3 separate regions of the Mus musculus genome follow, and regions 1 and 2 are each linked to region 3. Evidence: chromatin contacts called from public promoter capture Hi-C data. All regions are on one chromosome and are shown on one strand. Each heading gives the region's core, a stretch centred on a gene start, on an enhancer-like site or on the middle of the called end of the contact. The rest is flanking DNA. Distances are from core to core; before and after follow the strand shown.

The links. Promoter capture Hi-C pulls out the DNA fragments that hold promoters and counts their contacts.
Region 1: a contact with region 3 is called in a promoter capture Hi-C map of hippocampal neurons, with 2.5 times the contacts expected there. The contact joins the enhancer-like site here to the promoter of Mdh1 in region 3. A contact is called at or near these places in 2 of 39 promoter capture datasets (cranial neural crest and hippocampal neurons), 1 of 484 Hi-C or Micro-C datasets (B cells) and 1 of 115 datasets of contacts at active chromatin or transcription factors (bone marrow-derived macrophages).
Region 2: a promoter capture Hi-C map of liver shows a contact between it and region 3, with 2.7 times the contacts expected there. The contact joins the enhancer-like site here to the promoter of Mdh1 in region 3. A contact is called at or near these places in 5 of 39 promoter capture datasets (the C10 cell line, embryonic stem cells, liver and 2 more), 4 of 484 Hi-C or Micro-C datasets (B cells, CD4 T cells, embryonic stem cells and 1 more), 2 of 115 datasets of contacts at active chromatin or transcription factors (acute myeloid leukemia and astrocytes) and 2 of 9 other capture datasets (adipose tissue and liver).

The regions. Positions count from the first base shown.
Region 1 is chr11:22,660,405-22,664,762 of GRCm38.p6, reverse strand. All of the region lies in intron 2 of Gm40816 (a long non-coding RNA gene), which reads right to left. Among named protein-coding and RNA genes, the nearest start is that of Gm40816, 8.5 kb to the right of the region's middle. Within about 2 kb of position 2,347, at least 40 of the 459 cell types and tissues checked have an H3K27ac peak or open chromatin away from gene starts, as enhancers often do. A contact at or near this core is called in hippocampal neurons, where this site is marked.
Region 2 is chr11:20,548,030-20,552,247 of GRCm38.p6, reverse strand. It overlaps a transcript of Sertad2 not described here. Among named protein-coding and RNA genes, the nearest start is that of Gm32142, 72 kb to the right of the region's middle. Within about 2 kb of position 1,702, at least 8 of the 459 cell types and tissues checked have an H3K27ac peak or open chromatin away from gene starts, as enhancers often do. A contact at or near this core is called in embryonic stem cells and liver, where this site is marked.
Region 3 is chr11:21,569,258-21,573,318 of GRCm38.p6, reverse strand. Mdh1 (malate dehydrogenase 1, NAD (soluble)) reads left to right here and starts at 1,385. Exons shown (of 9, transcript NM_008618.3): 1 at 1,385-1,589. The coding sequence starts at 1,587. It overlaps Wdpcp (WD repeat containing planar cell polarity effector), which reads right to left and starts at 1,038. Exons shown (of 18, transcript NM_145425.3): 1 at 949-1,038.

The sequences.
Region 1 (4,358 bases), core at 1,098-3,597, 1.1 Mb before region 3:
ATTTTTCCAAACTCAGCTTCAATGTGAAGCTGTTTTCCACATTTCTCTTGTCACAATGCCTCACTGTGCTGACCAGGCTCCACTGCTGATGCCTAAGCCTTGCCTCAGTTTTCTGTTGTTGTTGTTGCTTTTTTTTTTTTTTTTAAGATTTATTTATTTATTATATGTAAATACACTGTAGCTGTCTTCAGACATTCCAGAAGAGGGAGTCAGATCTCATTACAGATGGTTGTGAGCCACCATGTGGTTGCTGGGATTTGAACTCTGGACCTTCGGAAGAGCAGTCGGGTGCTCTTACCCACTGAGCCATCTCACCAGCCCTGTTGTTGCTTTTTTAACTGTGCTTCCTGCTGCTATGTTCTGGACTCAGTGTATCTGTGTTATCTCAGAATTATGGATTGAATTGTATCTTTCTCTGGAGGGGAGAGAAAGAGTGTGTTGTTCTCAAAATAGGTCTTACTTGGAAATAAGATTGTTAAAGAGGTAATCAAGTTAAAATGAGGTAATTCGAGTGGGCCCTATTATAAATAATATTATTAAAAGGGGATATCTGGACACAGGCATGTAAAGAGCAAGAGAGGGTGAAGTCTGTTAGCATTTTGTCTAGGCTCCGCCCCACAGCTACCTGGCAATAGCCAGGTTGGCCTGCCTCACTATAAAATGGGCTGCTTGACCCCTCCTCTTTCTCCTGCCTTCTTGCTCTCCCTCAGTCCTCTCCCTCCTGCTTCGCCTCTCTCCCCATTCCCTTCTCCCTTCTCTCTCCATGTGCTCATGGCCTGCCTCTATTCCTTCTCTCTCTCTCTCTCTCTCTCTCTCTTTCTCTCTCTCTCTCTCTTTCTCTGTTTGCCTCTCTGTCTCTACTACCCTCTCAACTCCACTCCCCATCCCTGAATAAACTCTGTACTATACCATCATGTGGCTGGTCCCTGGGGGGGAGGGGGGGAAGGGATGCCTCAGCATGGGCTGGTTGAAGCATCCCTTTCTTTCCCCATACCCGACTGCACATCCACCAAACATATTCCTCCCCTTTCTAACTTTTTATAAAACACAACATTTGGTGCTGTAACTCAGACTTAGAAATTCTGCAGGTTCATATCCCCCCTGCTACCACATGAAGAGCCATCACCCACTAGCCCACTTTGGAAAACAGGTAAGCTCCACTCCCCCACTGGTCAGAGTAAATGTCCCCATGGTCCCAGGGGAGAGTTCTTGAGCTCAAAGCCACTTCTGTGCTGCCCTTGAGGATGGAGACATTCAGTCTTTATGATTGGTCTTTTCACTGACCCTCATTCTAGGACTTCTAATCCTTGAGTGACTCCTTCCCCCTCCCCACCCCCACACCCCCCCACCCCCCCCACCCCCCCACCCCCACCCCGGCTTGGAGACCATTTTCTCCTGCTGCCATAGACAAATTCCTAAGCTTAGGTGGGTCACTTTCTCCACTGAGTCCGGATCAACATAGCATCCAAGTTCAGCACATGACGACCTGGTGATCTGGCCTGGCTGCACATTTATATTTTGCTATTAAATTTCATTCTTGGGATGCCGGTAGGAATATTTTTAATAACTTCCACATCCATTGGGTTGGTCTTTGCCACCTTGTCCCTACTTACTGGGGTGTTTCTAGGTCTAATTCACAGTACCCAGCAAGCAATATCTCTACATGGCTACTAAACTAGCATTTTAAAACAACTCTCTCACTAGTGATCCGTAGTGTAGGCTTCCTCCTCCCTGGTCCATCATACTCTCACCATTTGCTCTGCTCCCAGTTCACTTCCAGGTGCGGGGAGGGGGAGCAGCTCTCACCCCAACCTTTGCATCTAGCCTGGGACACTGTTTGCTGAGACACTGCACTTCCCTGTGGCCACCTGCCCCTGTGCTCTTTCACGTGTGCTTTCTCTTTCTCTCCCTCTCCCTCTCCCTCTCCCTCTCCCTCTCCCTCTCCCTCTCCCTCTCCCTCTCCCTCTCCCTCTCCCTCTCCCTCTCCCTCTCCCCCCCTGCTCCCCCCCCACAGCTGATACTGCCCCTGCCCAAATATTTTGTGGCATGGGCACAAGCTCTGCATCACAGCAGGGGGGAAAAAAAGTTATTACCCTGCTCCTCCCTTGCTTTTGTTCTGGTGTCTTCCCCTGCCTCTATCCCTGCCTGGGCATGAATTTTGCTGATGATCACCCTGCCCTGCTTGCTTGCCACTCTTACTGCCTTTCCTTGATCCTGCCACAGCACTCCAAGGCCACCAGCTTCGCCCATGACCCGAAGCAGGCCCCGTGCACGCCACAGCATTACCCTGACCCCTTGAATCTGTTGCAGCAGAGGGCAGCAGGTGGGGGTGGTGGTGAACAAAGCCAGGGGCCCTGCCTTGCCCAGGACTACTGCGGGCACGCTTTCAAGTCCAGTGTCTCTCACTTCAGTTCTCAGCCCCTGCCCACTGTACTCCACCATACGTTTGGCATTTAGTGACAGAGATCTGTCACACCACTTGGGTGAAGTTGCTAGGAGACAGAAATCTACTGGTGCTTCTGGCTGCTAGGAGGAAGCCCCACCCTGCTTGCTGGTTCCACAAGGCCTGGTGTGTGTCTGTCTCTATCTCCTGCTCTCCCTTCCTTGTGCAACTCTGCTGCTACCATCCAGTCCTTCCCCCCCCGCCACCCCCCCCCCCCCGCTACCACTGCACAGGTGCGCCTGGTGTCTCCACAGTGCACTGTCTCCCAGAGCAGACATCTCCCCAGTCCCCCTGTCGGATGTTCTCTGTTACATTCTCAGTTCTTCCCCCCACCCAGGGGGTGGTCAGCACTACTTGTCCATAGTATGAAGCCCAGAGCCAGTGCCACTTGGTACTCCCATGCCCCTGTCCTGTTCCCACAATTTACATCCCCTACCCCCACTAGCTCAGTTCGTGGTACATGGATATACTCACTTTCTGTTGCCATGGTCTCATGCCACTGCTGTCAGCTTTCTGGTTTCTGTCCATTCTGGTCCACATTAACTCTAAGCCAAGGGTACACTAGACAATTTTGTCTCTATGTGTGTCTCTCTTCATGTAATTTTCTCTGCTAATACAGCCTGTCAAAGTTATCTAACAATTAAGATTTCTGTTCCATCATGCCTTGACAAATAATGATTTTTGCTACTGCCACTAAGTTATAGTGTACTCTATTGTCTAACTCAAATATGACAAATAGATACTACTTGTCAGAAGTCTGCTAATATATTAGTATTCAAACTTATGACAGAGATTTGCAAAGCCTAACAGTTAACCCCCAAGGTCTCAGAAAATAATGGAGACAGCTACAATAGACTGCCTGGATTGTGGTATAAAAACCACTGAAAAACGTTGCCATTGCCCTGCCCAGGTTTGGTCTACACTGTGGACAAAACTGGATACACTGAGAGTCAAATGCCTCATATTGTGTAAGTAAAGGTGAGTCATTTCTCATTTCACACGAATCTATTCCACAGAGGAAAAGCTCTTCATCTTCTGGGCTTGACAACTTGGGTCTGACTCTGCCCACGTTGCCATGGAGACCACAGCAACCTGGGAACTGTTTAGGTAGTGGACTATAGACGAACCCTGTTATTTTTTAATTAATACATGACTCATAGATTATAATTTACTCTTCCCCAGATTTCTGACTACATTGATAGCTAAGGTAACTTTAGCTGTTTGACAGGAAGAAAACAGACTTAGCGCCTTAACCCTAAGGTAATCCACCACTATATTTGCTTATTAATAAATTTGTTAACTAAGACTGCCAGATTTCTTACAGACTTCATGATAAATGAGACACAAGTTCAGATATAAGCTTTCACAGATGTAATCTGCTACTTCCTTACCTAAACTGTTTCCAGCAACTAAATGTTTCATATTTCCTTTTCTTGCTATGCCACTGTCCTAACATTATTCCAGTTCTTATAAATTTGCCTAACCCTCATAAAATATTTCATTATATGATCCAATTGTACAGTCACAAATTAAATTTTAAGTTTTCTTTGATTGTCTTTTAACTAAATTTAAAGTGTTTCTAGTGCTGAATCTACACTATAAGCTATCATACTCAAATACACGTTTCATTTGATTGTACTTTAACTATAGACTTAAGGTCTTTCTCTTGCTATATATATGTTCAACTATATTCGTAAGGTCAAGCTTTTAAGTTTCCCTTGACTCTCAATTATAAACTTAAAATTGTTTCTCATTATGTATACTCAGTCTCCTAGACAGAAGGAAAAAGCTCTTCTTGTTCCTCTGCTCTATGAAAGGCTCATCTTTTTTAAAATATATTTTTATTAGGTATTTTCCTCATTTACATTTTCAATGCTATCCCAAAAGTCCCCCATACTCCCCTACCCACCCACTC
Region 2 (4,218 bases), core at 453-2,952, 1.0 Mb after region 3:
TGCTCTTCCAGAGGACCTGTGTCAAATCCGCAGCACTGACAGGGTGGCTCACAACCACCTATAACTCCAACTCCAAAGGATTTGATGCTTTCTTATGGCTTCCACAGGCACCAGACATTCAGGCTGCACAGATGGACATGCAGACAAAATGCCTATACACATAAAATTAAATTAAGTTAAAGATGAATTAAATTACATTTTAAAAATAGCAACAGACTGTTTTCTAAGTCAGAGCCAGGCAGTCTTGCTGGTGCACATCTGTGATTCCTGCATTCACTGAGAGGGTTGACACAGGAGTCCCAGGTCAGCCTGACTAAAAGCAAGTTCAAGGCCAGCCTGGGCAACATAATGTGTTTGAGATCCAGTCTCAAAAGGAAGACCTATTTATTTTATTTAATGGGACTAAGGACTTCTGACTTGTGATGTCTGAATAATGTCAAGAAGTTTGAGAAATCAGTAAATATTCCTACCAAGTCAAAGACTGTGGTCCTTGGGATTTTTTTTTTTTTCCTCACAAGATTTTTATGGACATAGTACTTTGAAATACATATTTGGGTCTGGAGGTATAGCTCGGTGGTAGGGCATCTGCTGTTTATGCTTATGGGCTGGTTTTCAGCATCACAAAGAAAGAAAAAAGCATTCACTTTTATGTTCTGATTTTTCTAGGTAAAAAAAATCCAAACAACAGTTAACCCAAAGGGGACATTTCATTTGAATTAAAGCCAATGAAGACAGTAATGCCGATATGACTTCAACAGGGACATTAATCATGCAACAACGTGAGTCTGGAAAACTTCACTGTGGCTGAGGTCTGATGTCCCAACACCATTTCAAGAGTTTAAAAACAAAACAAAAGGAGCTGTTGCTTCCCGTGCTGTGACTTTCTCAGGAAAGTCGCCCTCAATGTGGTTGGGACAGTCACCACTTAGAAAAGAAAGCTCCTTATAAATTCAGCAATCACTTGGCATGGAGCAAAACAAAGTCCATGTCTGAGACACTTTACAGTGACATCAACAGAGGGGGAAAAAAAAGGCTGTACCACACACACACCCCCCAAAAATATTCAGTAAATAATAAAGATGTTAATATTTTTTCTGTTGCCGTCTCTCTCGAGTACTTTGAGCCATGTCTTAGGTTTACAGTGTGGTCTTTAAACTTTAGGTAAACTGCAGGTGAGATGATCAATGCTTATCTTTCTATAAAACAAAGAAAATCTTTCTATAGAAAAGGCTTCTCCATTGGTCCAATATAGCAGTCTAAAATAAGAGAAAGCTTTATCTCTACATGGTCTACATCGGCAAACGCACAGAGCGCTGAAGGAAAAATTAATATGGTCAAGAAAAAAACTCAGAAAGATGTCACAAGCACATGCATATGCACACATGCACATGTATGTACACGCACACACATGCACACACACACAAATGAGTGTAATCATTCAGAAATAGTAAGAAAATTGAAAACAACTTTTCAACAAAGACTTGTGGGAAACCATACTTAAAAGGTGGGATATTTTGATTATTTGATATATTAAAAGTAAGCATTCAGTGTTAAAGGCTTACTCACACTATCACACAAATCATCCTAAAAAAATTCAAAAGCAGGGAATGAATCAAGCTGCTGTTTCAGTTCAGTGGCGACTGAACAAACAGGTAAGTCGTTGGGTGTTTTGTTTTGTTTTTTAAGTTGATTCCTGGGAGCAGGCTGGAGAGACGGCTCAACAGTTCAGAACAAATAAGTTCCCAGTACCGTGTCAATCAGTTCCTAACCACCTGAACTCCAGCTCCAGGCTTCTAGCCTCCGTGCACACACCTAAAGTAACACACATGGTAATTAAAAATAAATCCTAAAACAAAAAGAGTTGCTTCTTTTGTGGGGGGTGGGGGCTGTAGTTCAGTGGCAGCGCCTGTGTTGAGCATGCGCAGAGTACATAGTTCAGTCCCAGCAGTCAGAAAAGCATTTATGCATAAAAAAACTCACACTCGAGAGATCAGTACTCTCTATCTTCAAAACTGATTAGACATTTCTGTGTAGGATTCATTTGTTTAAATAGGTCCTATTATGAGGCCACCAACATTTCAGGTTCGCATTGAAAGTTGAACATTATCATAAGGCTGCCATAATTGCTAATAATTAAAGAAAGAGTAAGGCTGAATTCTAACAAATTTATATAACAGGCAAACTCTGAGCCTATTTTTTGGGACAGACTCTCTTGAGGCCCAGACCGACCTTGAACACACCAGGTAACTGAACTTTTCATCCTCCTCCCTCCCCTTGCCAAGGCTAGGTCTGAAGACACATGCCACCACACCTAGCCACCTTCTAATGTATTTATTTTATTTGTTTCTTTGTTTGACCTGTGTAGCCCTGGCTGTCCTAGAACTCTCTCTGTAGACCAGCCTGGCCTCAAACTCAGAGATCCACCTGCCTCTGGCCCCCAAGTGCCGGGTTTTACCTTCTAATTTTTAAAGGTTCTTAAATCCTATAGTCCTGCAATCCTAAGGTGGCAGGAGGATCAAGAGTTCAAGGCCAAACTGGATCACATGAGACACAGTCTTAAAGCAAAACACAAAGAAAACCAACAACAAAGACAATGGTGAAGGCTCACTGTTCATTTTTAGAGGCCATGAAGGGTGATCTTTAAAGTATAGCCTTTCAGTACACACCCTTGTCCATCTCCCTAAATAAAAGGAAGTAAATGGGATAAAGCCAATCCTTCAAGCCACGCTACTCTGAGTGAGTATATTCTACTGCATTCAGACACTACAACATGAATGACTACAAAAGAGGGTCCCAAAGCCAAGCTCCCTTTAAAAGGAAATAATGCATGAATTTTTCTTTGACTTTCTTTTTAAGTTTTTCTCTGCTTTTGTTTGTTTTGACAAGAAATCTTAAGCCTGGCTCTGTGTATGTGTGTTTGTGTGTATATAATTTATTTTTACTATATGTTTATTAATGTTTTTGCCTGAACGTATGTTTGTGTGAGAGTGTCAGATGCCCTGGAACCAGAGTTATAGACGGGAATGAGCTGCCATGTGAGTGTTGAGAACTGAACCTCAGCTACTCTGGAAGAGCAGTCAGTCCTCTTAACTGCTGAGCCATGTCTCCCCACCAAGCCTGGGTCTACTGTTACAGTTTGTTTGTTTGTTTGTTTTTCTTTTTTGGGTAAGGAGTGATATTAGGGATTGAATGGGGCTCAATACTTTTTTTTAAGATTTATTTTTTTATTTTATGTGACTGTTTTGCCTGCACATTTACCTGTGTGCTTGCATGAACAAAGGCAATTAGACGACGACTACGGATCCCTGAGAATTGAAGATATGGATGGTTGTGAGCCATCTTGTCAGTGCCAGGAATTGAACTCAGGTCCTGTAGAAGAGCAACTAGTGTTCTTAATCACTGAGCCATCTCTCCAACCCTTAAAAACATATTTTAAAGCCAGGCAGGATACCACACACCTTTAATCTCAGTACTTGAGAGGCAGAGACAGATGAATCTCTGAGTTTGATGCCAGCATGGTCTTCAGAAAGAAACCCCATCTCAAAAAGAAACAAAACATAACAAAACGATATTTCAAAGTCAGACACAGTGGCCCATGCTTGTAACCAGAGCATTTTAAAGGATAAAACAAGAAGAACTGCCATTAGCTCAAGATAGGTGTGGTCCACAGTGTAAGTACCAGGCCACCCAAGGCTACACAAAGAAGTAAAAGAAAAACTACACAAACAGCAAGACGTGGCCACTTGGCCATGATCCACACTCAGAAGGCCAAAGCAGGAGGCCACAGGTTTCAGCGCTGCCTGGCCCATGAGAACTGGTTCTGTCTATAAAGAAGGACATTTTCTAAAATTTGATTATTTTAGTCAATGAAAATGCTATATGGCCAACAAAACCACGTAGCATCATTTGATCAAACAAGGGATCGTATACACGGACTTAGCTGGTTACAGGAGCTACCTCGTGAGCTTAGACCTCAAGAAGGCTTTACGTTATAAAACTCAGCCACACTCCTGATTTTGTAAATGAAGATGCTTCTTTTAATTCATGCATTTTATAACTTCAGAGGGCTCAGTAACCAAGCTACATTGTACTGACAAGTAAAATAACCAGTTTCCGTAAACGATGCAGGCAGTGGCCCGTACAGTGTGTTTGTTTAAAAGTAACAGGGTTCCCAATTGTGTAACGTCTATGAAAATGTGGGAAAGTCTGAAAATCATC
Region 3 (4,061 bases), core at 136-2,635:
CTCAATTGAAAAGAAAAATGCTTCCACCATAAAGATCGGGCTGTAGACAAGCCCATAGGGCATTTTCTTAATTACAGATTGATGGGGAAGAGCCCAGTCCTTTATGGGTGCTGCCATCTCTGGGCTGGTGGTCCTGGGTTCTATAAAGAAGCAGACTTAGCAAGCCATGAGGAACAAACCAATAAGCAGCACTCCTCCATGGTCTCTGCAACAGCTCATGCCCTCCATATTCCTACTTATTCTGAGTTCCTCGAATGATGGGCCAAAATGTGGAAGAGTAGGCCAAATAAATCCTTTCCCCTAACCTGCTTTTGGTCATGGTGTTTCATCGCAGAAATAGAAGCCCTGACTAAGGCATCATATTTCTCTCTCCAAATACTAAATCTTCCAAAAACAAAACTGAAGCCATCCACCATCCATTTAATAGTGACAGAAAATTCTGACGTTAGACCAAGAGCATATTCATTGGTCTGTTCCAAGGCACATGTTTTCGAATATCCGTACAACAAACGGAGAATACAGATTTCCCTTAACAACTTTCATTTTAAATGAAAGCCTCTTGAGATGTTTTAGCTGCTAACATTTCGCCTGAAACAATCAGTGTCTCCCAACTTCCCCTGGAAGTAACAGGTTTCCAAAAAGAGAATGAGCAAAAAGTGTCAATATTCACAGTCGGCAAAGAAAATTAGATCGGTACACCACAAGTAAACACAAGGAAGGGGCTCACTCCACAAACAAAACTTTCTGACTTTACTTTGGAAAAGTTACACTGACTCAAACTGCAAGACACTCTTCGTCCCTCCTGAAAACTGTGGCATCCACACGCTCCTGACACTAACAGGGGACTCCGGAGGTCGCCCACAACCACCGGCTTCGGATTCAGGATACGCGCATCAGTGCCGCACCCTGTTCTGACCCCCAGATAAAAACCCTCGGGGCCGAGCTCACCAGCCTGGGACGTGAGAACACAGCTCCACAAGCTCTTGGTCTGGAGAGCGCTCAGGTGAGGCTGCCTCGTCGCCTAGCAACGGTGAAGCTGCCCGTTCTTCCGCAAGCGTCAATTCCTCCCGCCTCTGAGAGAGTTTTTAAAAGGTTTTGTTTCCGGGTCGAGCGGGCTTTAAGCAACGGAAGGTCTCTTAGCCGCCCTTGTTTAGTCTTGGGGGAGGATAGATTCTCGGTGGAGCGACGTGTGCTGTCGCTCAGGGGTCGTTTCTCCTCCCTCGAGTTAACGCCTCCTCTCCTGCCAATTGCTGAGCGCCATCAGGCAGGCGCCTCACTCAAAGCACCAACCCTCTGCTCACAGACGCGCTCCAATCACCGAGGCTCAGCCCCGGGACTACTTTGCAGCGAGGCGCGTAGGAAGAAGGGGTTTGGGGGAATTGTAGTTTAGCACTGTCAGGAATGCACGAAGGTGGGCGCCAGAGGTCGCCGGAAGAACTACACTTCCCAGAAAGGGCCGTGTCTCCAGCCGAACCTTTGCGGGCCAGCCCCGCGTTCTCTCCCAGAGTCTGTTCCGCTGTAGAGGTGACCTGACTGCTGGAGACTGCCTTTTGCAGGTGCAGAGATCGGCCTTGCAGTTTGCAATAATGGTGAGTGTGGGCTCCTGGAACCTGCAGCAGCTCCGGCCTCTCGGCCTCCTCCTGCGCTTGATGCGCTTTTAAAAAGCAGTAATGCCGGGAGCTGTCCTCCGCGCGGTTTGCAAAATCTGACTCATTCTCACGACTGTCGCAGTAACCCAGATACTGGAAAGGGGTTCGCAAGGACTCTAGAGAAATCACTGTCCTTGGAAAGTCGGGTCTCAGTCCTTGCGCAGGAGGGACAAAATTTTCTCCGAAGGACCTTAAAGGATTTGTTGTGGGGGATGAGAATTATGGGAGGGGAAGAATTAGGTCCTAACACTATTTTGCCTCTTAAGCTCTTGGAAAGAATAGGCCTCTGATGTTGATTTACCGGTAGTGCTCCAGGTTATGATCCCAGTTTTCAGGAGACATGTTTCCACCATATTTGATTTAAAAGAAAACAAATGTTACTGAAAACCTATTCTTGATCTCCGTTTGTAATGACAGGACTAGCATCGCTAGTCAAACAGTGCCGATATTCTTTACTACTCTGTCATAAATTCTGAAGGCCTCCTTGCAGATGTAACGTAACCATCTTGTTGAAGCTCTAGATCTATCTTGTCCTCAGCGGGCGGAGGGGGGTGACGTGAAAGAGAGCTCTGACGTAGGACTAATCTTCATGCTGTTTGAAGGTGACATTTGCCACCAGACTGGAAATTGCTAAGTACTTTGAAATTTACATTTTAAAAATACGTGTTGTCCTTTAATATCAAGATGGGAAATGTGAGATGAATTGAAAATTTTTGGATGAATTGGAAATTTCACAGAACCCAAGGAGACATGTTTTCAAACAAGGACAAAAACTCCCTCAATCTCTATAAGAAACCCTAAGGGAATAATTACTAATTTCCAGTCATTGTTGCCTAGTTATTTTGACACATAAGTAGTTATTTAAATTATGGCTTAAGCAGTCTCTGTCTTAATAATTTTAGTAATAAAGTGGCACTAGTTATCCAAGAACTTCAGACTTTAGGCTGTTAGGCCTATATGAAAACCTTTTTACAATCATCTTATCCAAAACCCCACTTTAAATACTAAAATTTAATTTGTTGAGACTCAGAATGCGAGTTGCTCAAGGTCATAAGGCTTGCACCTAGGGTCTCTTGTTCTTCCCATTTACCAGGATTGTATTATGTGTTTGGCAAATCACTTCATAATCCCCTTTAGGAAATAAGTCCACAGAATCAGCATGTAACATCTGATAGCTTTGTTACATGTCATTCAGAGTGTTGAAATTCTGAAGTTAAAGGGGCATTTAAGGATTGTTTCATCTAATCTTAAAACAGCCTGTCATGGTCCTTGATTTCCCAAGGTCAGAGAGATCCAGGGCCCCTAGTTAGAGTGTAGAGTTTGTTATTCACTAGATGGAACTGGCCTCACCCTTAGAAGGTCACATCTGGGCCAGAAGACATGAGTTGTTCCAGGTAGAAGAGTTCTGTGATGTTGCAGTCTCACATGATTCATAACCATCTTGCCTCCTGGGAAGAGGATGCAAGCAAATTGCTGCTTTAGAAAAGACCTGTCAGTTCCAGTCACCGTGGTGGTACACGTCCTAAATCCCAGCTCTTGGGAGGCTCTGTGATTTCAAAACCAGCTTGGACTACATACTAAGTTCCAGGCCAGCCAGGGCTGCACAGGGAGACCCTGTCTCATAAAAAAAGAAAAGAAAAAAAAAAAAAAAAAAAAAAGAAAGAAAGAAAAAAAAAGCTGTCCTTTTTTTTTTTTTTTTGACAATTCAAATCCTTTTTAAAAGGAACTCTGTCATTGTCCATAGGGGAATCAGCTAAGGACACCTAGAGGAATCTGAATGATACTGTTTGTCTTTTATATTGCAGAAAAATGTGCAAATAGAAAGTAAAAAGAGAATGCTATTCTGGGGAATAACAGAGGGAAAACTTAAAGCTTTACAACTAAACAATACATTCTCAAAGCAGCCTGTAACCGCAGGAAGGTCATTAATGCCCCGCAAGAGAGAAGCCATTCCTTTTTGGGTGTTGGCAACATGCCCAGATATCTGAGCAGAGAATAGTAACCCACACTGGCACTGTTACACTGTGTGTGACAAGTCAGTGAGGCTCTCCTCCCCCCTGCTTCTCAACTGCAGTATCTCAGGAAAGCAGGAGGAACCAAACTGGTGTCTCCTTTACCTACTTCATCATCAGACCTTCAAATACTAAGGTAACCCCTTAAGCCGGAAGTCACCAGGCACAGAAGGAAACTGCTAGGATAGAATTAACTGTTGATTCTTGGCCACAGCCTCTTCACTACAGGCTGTGATACTGGGAACACGTTTTTAATAAATGGCTACATAATACTGTCCTGGCCATCAGCTAGACTAGGTTGAACTTTAAGAGGAGATTGGCACTTTCCCCTCCGTTCTTACCCAGCTTCCCTCACGTTGTTCAAGTTGAACTTGGGGGCTTTGGGCAGTGGTGATCTTTT